2 separate regions of the Anas platyrhynchos genome follow, and region 1 is linked to region 2. Evidence: chromatin contacts called from public Hi-C data. All regions are on one chromosome and are shown on one strand. Each heading gives the region's core, a stretch centred on a gene start, on an enhancer-like site or on the middle of the called end of the contact. The rest is flanking DNA. Distances are from core to core; before and after follow the strand shown.

Region 1 (3,856 bases), core at 1,005-3,504, 55 kb after region 2:
GGAGAATGTTGCTTCTGAAGGTTATCCAAAAATTGCTAATAATCTTTTTTTCTCTGGTGTGCTGAGCAGCAGAGACATTTTGGTGCGGCAGCTCTGTGTAATAATCACACAAGAACAATATTGTACAACTAATAATTTTACTTGCTGTTCTGGTAGGTCAGAGCTCTGATTTAATTTGCAGCACTTGCTTACATTGGTATCAATTAACAGACGGTCCCCATTAGCTCACACAATTTCATACTCTTTGTCTCGAGTTCAGAGTTTACTCAGGAAATTTACTAGTTTGCAAATGTAGCACTTTGAATCCTCATGTCCAAATAAACTATTTTATGGGGCTGGAGCCATATTTCCACAGACATCTATCAAACAGGCAAGTGAAATACTACGATTGTATGTTCTGAAAAGCAATAACCTTTTCATTTAAAAATATTAGCACACATTTTATGCCCCTCATAGGTGAGCACGTTAAGTGATATACAGTACCACATTCATCTTCCTCAGGAAAAAAACAAATACGGGGAATTGGACTGTCCTGTGGGGATTTATGCTGCGAGCCTGGAAGTTTTGTTGATTCCTACGATGTGAAGAAATGGGAAAGCCAGCCGGAGCAGTTAAGTCGTATTAAGTATGTCACGAATATCAGCTGCAAGATAAACCCAGCAGATGTCCACGGCTCTCTGTGCGTGTGCATTGTGGGGCTGTGCAGAACTGTTTTAATTTTGTTAGCGACGTCGGTAGCGTTTTTTAACTTTACAGGATTGCCTCTGCAATCACTTCTAGATGTAGCTATCTTCCTAAATTTGCAGTATGCCCTACCTTTTTAACTGCCAGGAACAGTACACGCTGTATGACTTTCAGATGTTAGTACTGGCACTCGTACTGATAATGGCATAGTCAGAAGATGTTATCCATTCGTGAATCCACTAGCCAAGTATTATTTCCGAAGCAGAGATTCTTTGGCTATCGCAAATGATGATTTTCACAGTTGGTGAAAAATTACCCAGAGACTTGCCTGCACCTACAAAGTCATACCCCGTGCACGGTTATAAATAGCAAACTCGGAGGGGGAAGGGACCGGGCAAGGGGAGAAGGGAGGATTTGAAGTACAATGTTCAAGAAGCTGGTTTAATATATGACCAAGTGTCAGAAGTCAGGTTTCTGAGAATTACTTTTCAGATAAACAACTTTATAGCACCGCACTTAATCTTACTTACTAGAGACATCTCATTTATCACGGAATTACAAGTAACTTTAATTCTATCGATATTCCCATAAAGCCCGCTCGACAAAGCGAGCCTGGCAGCTCGGCAGGCTGCGGGCTTCCCCGGCCCAAGGGGGGCCAAGAAGGGACCCCAACCGAGCCGACCTGAGCCGGGCCGGGCCGGGCCAGCCCCGACGGCGGAGCCCCGACGGCACGGCACGGCACGGCACAGCTCGGCACGGCCCGGCACGGCTCGGCTCTGCTCCCGCGGCTCGGCGCCGGCCGGGGACGGCCTCGGCACTGACCTTTCGACGAGAGATGGCGCTGTCGAGGTTTGAACGGAGCCGCTCCGCCGCCGCTCGGCACCGCCGGGTGCAGCCCGCTCCGCGCTCGCACGGCTCCCCCCCCTCCAGCCCCGGCCGGGGGGCACCGGGAGGGGAGGCTAAAAAGAAGACAATTAGTTTCGCGATGTATTCCGTTAATTAGCCCGGCCAGGCCGGCCGAGCGCCGGCGGGAGCGGGGCTTGCAAACTTGCAGGGCTTTCGGACCTCTCTGCTGGGGACGGCCGGGGAACGATCGCTGCCGGCAGCAAGCGGCAGACCCAGGGGGGAGCCGCCGCGGGGGGGCGGCCCGGGGGTCTCGGTACCGGCACCAGGTAGCGGCTGGAGCCCGGCTGAGCCCGGCAGCACCGCCGAGCCCCGCGGAGCCCCCCGGAGCAGCCCCCTCCCTCGGGCCGTCCCCGCACGCCCCCGGGCCAAGTCCCCCGGTGCCCTCGGGTGCCCGGCCGGCCAGGAGCACCCGAGGGCTCCGCACCCCGGGGCAGAGCAGGACAGAACAGGACAAAGCAGGACAGAGCAGGACAAAGCAGGACAAAGCAAGGCAGCGCGGAGCGGAGCGGAGCGGAGCCGGGCGGGCACCCGACGGCGCGTCCCGGCGGGAGGAGCGGCCCCAGCCCGGTGCCCGGTCCCCGGTGAACGGGGCGGGCAGGAAGGGGTTACGGCGCTCCCAGCTGACAGTCAGCTGATTGCGCCCTGATTGACAGCCCCGAAAAGTTTCCTTGTTTCTATACTATTATGCTAATGCCGGCGGCTGCAGGCAGCCCATTGGGCCGCCCGCCCAGCCAATTTGCCATTCGGAGGCTGACGTCAGGAGCGCTATAAAACTCTGCAATGCTTTTAAACTCTCCTGCTGGATGAAACCTTTAAAATATTTTTCATCTTCTTGCCGTAGCTTTGGGGTTGAGTTGTGTTTTTTTTTTTTTTTTTCTCTCTCTCTCCTTTTTTTTTTTTTTTATGATTGTTATTATTTTGGTTGCGATATCGACTTTGATTTTTTTTTTGTCTTCGGTCTCTTCTCCCTCCTCCTTTCCCCGATGAACCTCTCTCCTCGCTTTGCACTTTGCATGAGAAAGCCCAGAGGAAAGGCACCATGAAGTGTTAAAAATAACCAAACTGAACCTAAAAAAAAAAAAAAAAAGAAAAGAGATTTACTCGCAACAACACCAGCTAACACTTCCAGCTGCAGTTTGCAAGCTGCAAAAAGAGAGAGAGGAGAGAGAGAGAGAGGAGGAAAAAAAAAAAAAAACCTTTATGCAAAAGGCGAATAGCGAGAGCCCCTCGCTCTGATGCATCAGCAGCAGCGGAGACTCTGCAAGGGATAACGCGGAGCCGGAGCGAGAGCGGCCGGGGCGGAGCGGAGCGGAGCCGGAGCCGAGGCTGCGGCGAGAGGCAGCGGCAGGAGGAGCGGTGCGGAGGGGTGCGGAGCGGTGCGGAGCGGTGCGGAGCGGAGCTCGCCCGGCAGCAAGCTGGCTCACCCGGCGGCAACTCAGAGCAGTCCCCTCGCTCCCGGAGCGCACCCTTTCTGGAGGACTGTCAGCAGCAAAAGGATGGCATCAGAACTGGCAATGAGCGGCTCCGACCTGCCCACCAGTCCCCTGGCCATGGAATATGTTAATGACTTCGATCTGATGAAGTTTGAAGTGAAAAAGGAGCCGGTGGAGACCGACCGCATTATCAGCCAGTGCGGCCGCTTGATCGCCGGGGGCTCGCTCTCCTCCACCCCGATGAGCACGCCCTGCAGCTCGGTGCCCCCGTCCCCCAGCTTCTCGGCGCCCAGCCCCGGCTCCGGCAGCGACCAGAAGGGCCACCTGGAAGACTACTACTGGATGACGGGCTACCCGCAGCAGCTCAACCCCGAGGCGCTGGGCTTCAGCCCGGAGGACGCGGTGGAGGCGCTCATCAACAGCAGCCACCACCCGCTGCCCGGCGCCTTCGATGGCTATGCTAGAGGGCAGCAGCTGGCCGCGGCCGCCGGCTCCGGGGGCTCGGGGCCGGCCGAGGAGATGGGCTCGGCGGCCGCCGTGGTGTCGGCGGTGATCGCCGCGGCGGCGGCGCAGGGCGGCGCGCCCCACTACCACCACCACCACCACCACCACCCGCACCACGGCGCCGGGGGGCACCCCCACGGCGCGGCGCCGGGCAGCGCGCCGCCTTCCTCCTCCTCCTCCTCCTCCTCCTCCTCGTCGTCGTCGGCCGCCGGCTCCGGAGGCGGCGGCGGCGGCGGCGGCGGCGGCGGCGGGGGCGCCGGGGGGCTGCACCACCCGCACCACGGCGGAGGCGGCCTGCACTTCGACGACCGCTTCTCGGACGAGCAGCT
Region 2 (3,683 bases), core at 826-3,325:
CACTGTGAAGTCTCTTTTCCAGAGTGAAATTCCTTAATCTTCCTTAATAACTTAAATCTTTGAAAACTGATGTTGTTCAGCAATGCATTTTCCTCAAAAGTAATTATATACCAGCTAAGTTGCTACATAACAGTCAGCTCTGTGTTGTGCTCTAAATATAATCATTCTTTGGATTTTGTGGAGCCCATTAGCCCTGATGGGCTGGAAACACAACCCTCAGTACAGAAGTGCAATTTGGGAGATGATAGGAATTTCCCGTTTCCAAGAGGACAGCATTTTTCTTTTTGCACAGGAATATCTCACAGTGTAAACAGGTACCCTGACTGTATTTCTTAGTACATCTGCTCCATTGTAATTTTAGGACTATTTAAACAACAATGAGCAAGGAAATCCATGAGGCAAATCTGAATTAACAGGCTGAGGAATGATGCAAGCTCTGTCTTTCATTTCGTGTATGTATTATCATCTTTGCACTGTGTTTGCTATATTTTCCAGTAGCCTGCACGATATATTTAATACTCCAGCTAATCAAAAGCTGAAATCCTTTCACCAGGAAAGGTGGTGAAAGTTACAGAGGACTATTGGTCCATGTAAAACTTTCCTGTCAGCTCTGATCAGGAGAATCTGCTTGGAAATACACACAAAATAAAAATGAGGACTGAAGGCAGTGGGAAGAGATAAGGTACAGGGAGCAGAAAGTGACCTGGTGTTCCCTTGTTTGTCCTATATTCTCCTTGGTCTACACAATCTTAAAAAGTTGGTGACTAAGGCAAAATTTCAAGGTGCAGACACTCCCCAACCTGAAAGACTGACATTGATTAGTGCCATTAAATAGTTTCCCCTGTTTTTTTTTTGGTTTTTTTTTTGATGCTCCTTCTTTGAGTTCACTGCCTTCCAGGGTGTCTTCAAAACTTGTATTCCTTTTATGGACAATGAGATACGGATGTTTTGCAATTAATGCTGTGATAAGGTTTTCTGACTTGTTTCCATCTCAGCTGGGGTGATGCTCTTTAAGGGTACAAGACGATTTGTGCTGAAGTTAGCATGATGATCCTTGTCCTCATTCCACATACATGTACAGTAGATAACGGTGGTTTTGGGGGGTGGGGAGAAGAAGAAGAAAGAAAAAGATTGTCTTCAAATGGAAGTGGCTAAGGAAAGTAACTAAAATGAAGTGAGTTTTTTAAAGTAACCAAGGTAAACGGCTTCCTGCAAACACCCCTTAGTGTCACGCCTTCTTTACCTTATCTGCTTTCTTCTGATGCTTTTAGCCAATTTCTAGAGCATTGCCTATGTTAACAGTGGCACTTGTACAACTTAATTTTCCATTGCCATGGTGAGAACTCCTGGTGTTCCAGTCCTACTCTTTTGTCAAGTAACAGTTCTTTAATTATTCTGTAATAATTTCAGCAATATTTTCCCTAAACCCTATGGGCATTTTCTTGAGGGTATGCACTGGCTTGGTACTGACATTATGTGTGTGCGTGACTTTGGCAAGAAAAAGATATTTCTCCTCTCCATTTGCATTATTTCCTGCAAATCTCCATACACTTCATTTCTGTTTTGTAATCTGAGGTCACATTTCTGCACACACATTGCGTTACAACAGTCTGATCATGGCAAAACCGGGATGTTTCGTTTCCTGTTATCCTCACAGGAGCAACCTTCTCTGTGTTCTCTCACAGATACACGAGGGACATACCTTACACTTCTTCAGTTTCCCTCAGTATCTCAAGAAGAAAGAGACATTAGGGGACAGGATGGAACCAGAAGTGTCTCGACAGCACCATTCTTACAGTTTAGCAATCCCTAAGGACCCTTGATTGGGATCCCTCTAGGGCATGAAGCCATCTCCCGCACCAACAGTTGTCCATCCAGGTGTGGTCAGGGTCACTCTCTGATGAATGCTTGCTAAGTATTGGAGGACAAATTTAAAGCTAATGCAAGGCATGTCTCCAGGACAGCGTCCTCTGTCTTCATTTTATGTCATATCAGGCTTCAAGTATTACATTGTGTTGTCATGCCAGGATATTTTTAATGTCCTAGAGACTGAAAACAACAACAAAAAATGTTTTGTCTCTTGGCTGGAGGATTTGCTCATGTTTGTTCCAGTCTAATTTAACTCCAGTTGAATTCAGAGCATCCTGTTTCTAGACTTAACCTTGGGACATACATATTCTGATATCTGTTTACTTCAAATACCATGCTTTAGCAAAACAGTCAGTGCTTGTAATAACTGAATAGCTGCTTCCTTACAACACCCGCTAAAAGACACTGCAAGAAAAAGAGCTCAGATTCACAGGATTTAAAAAAAAAAAAAAACACTTGCCAAATTATGAGTTTTAAAATTTACATGACATTCTTTGTTGAAGTCAACAGTAATCAAGTTCAAAGCAGGATTAGACAACCAATGGCACTCATATAACACTGAAAATGCAAACCACTTAAGAGGCTATTGTACAACAATGTAGTAAAGTTTCTGGCACCAACAGTCATGTTATTTAGATAAATACGGATACATATTTGTGTGTATATGTGGCACATGTGCGCCCCAGACATTATTCAGCCCTAATGATGCCAGAGTTCTATTGAAGAGAATGTCAATTGGAAATAGTGTCTGAAAATATCACGTTTTCCTCATTTGGGGGTGAAGAGAAAGGAGAGCACTGGGCTATAGGGCACAGTGACTAGGCTTACATTAGGAAAGCCTATGTTCCTATATGTTCCTGTTTCTGTTTTCTTATTGTGAGGGAAATAAAACGGGAGAAGGAAGGGGCAGTGTGTGAAGAAAAGATCTTTCCTATAGATGTATCTTGATTGCTGGAGTTTCAGGGTTATGACCATTTCATGGAACGCTTTTAGCTGAGAAAACAAAGACTCTTAAAATTAATACAGCGTTCGTACAGTTAATACAATCCTCCTTTGGCAGGAATAGACATCCACCATTTTAGCAAGGAAGAGACAAATGTGTTGGTATGTAAATCTGATTTTTTTTCCCAGATAGCCAGAATGCCATTACTGGGGATTTCCTGCCCTGTCTTTCTGAAGTGGGGCTGTATCCATTCTACCACCCCCATGCACAGGGAACGGGATCTCAGACACATCTAGTGATGGTTACCAGAATACATGGGATTGCTTTAGCATAGCAGAAACTAAATGCAATGGGTAATGTGGAGACCATGAATTTGTCTCAGGTATATATTTAGCCATGTTTTGAAGTGGCTGGCAAGTCCTTTCTTTCAGATTTCCTTTGTATCTAGAAGGTGACACAAGGACTAAAAGTGGCAAACCTGTAGGACTCGCAGCTTTTAGGGGATGTAACTGATTCACCAAAGTCAAGGCAAGTGCAAATTTGGGATAGAGGAGTGTCAGATGTCCCTTATGATCAGCTATGGTTTTGTGTGCGAGCTCTGGTGCTATCTGTGCTCTGGACTGCCGTGTAGTTGTCCTCTGTGCAAAGCTACTATCAGCGGGTTTGGGGACCTCCAGATCTGATACTGAACGGTCGTGGCTAGGCTGTGGAACAACGTGGTAGAGATTGTTTATAATAATCTTTGGAAAAAAAAAAAAAGATGGCTTGTCATCGTATCGCAGTGTTCCTGATTATGTGTTACATACTGAAGCTATTTAACACACAACATTAACAACCTACAACTCTCAATGCTTTATAAAGCCAGCCAGTA

Evidence for each region. Hi-C and Micro-C count contacts between places; a contact is called where the count stands out from the background.
Region 1: a Hi-C map of skeletal muscle shows a contact between it and region 2, with 5 times the contacts expected there. The contact joins the promoter of MAF here to the enhancer-like site in region 2. A contact is called at or near these places in 2 of 8 Hi-C or Micro-C datasets (liver and skeletal muscle).

What each region holds. Positions count from the first base shown.
Region 1 is chr12:5,944,370-5,948,225 of IASCAAS_PekinDuck_T2T, forward strand. It overlaps MAF (MAF bZIP transcription factor), which reads left to right and starts at 2,255. Exons shown (of 4, transcript XR_005268829.2): 1 at 2,255-3,856. LOC140003533 reads right to left here and starts at 2,418. Exons shown (of 3, transcript XM_072043996.1): 1 at 2,401-2,418; 2 at 1,507-2,269. The coding sequence starts at 2,418.
Region 2 is chr12:5,889,521-5,893,203 of IASCAAS_PekinDuck_T2T, forward strand. No RefSeq gene overlaps it. Among named protein-coding and RNA genes, the nearest start is that of MAF, 55 kb to the right of the region's middle. Within about 2 kb of position 2,076, at least 3 of the 8 cell types and tissues checked have an H3K27ac peak or open chromatin away from gene starts, as enhancers often do.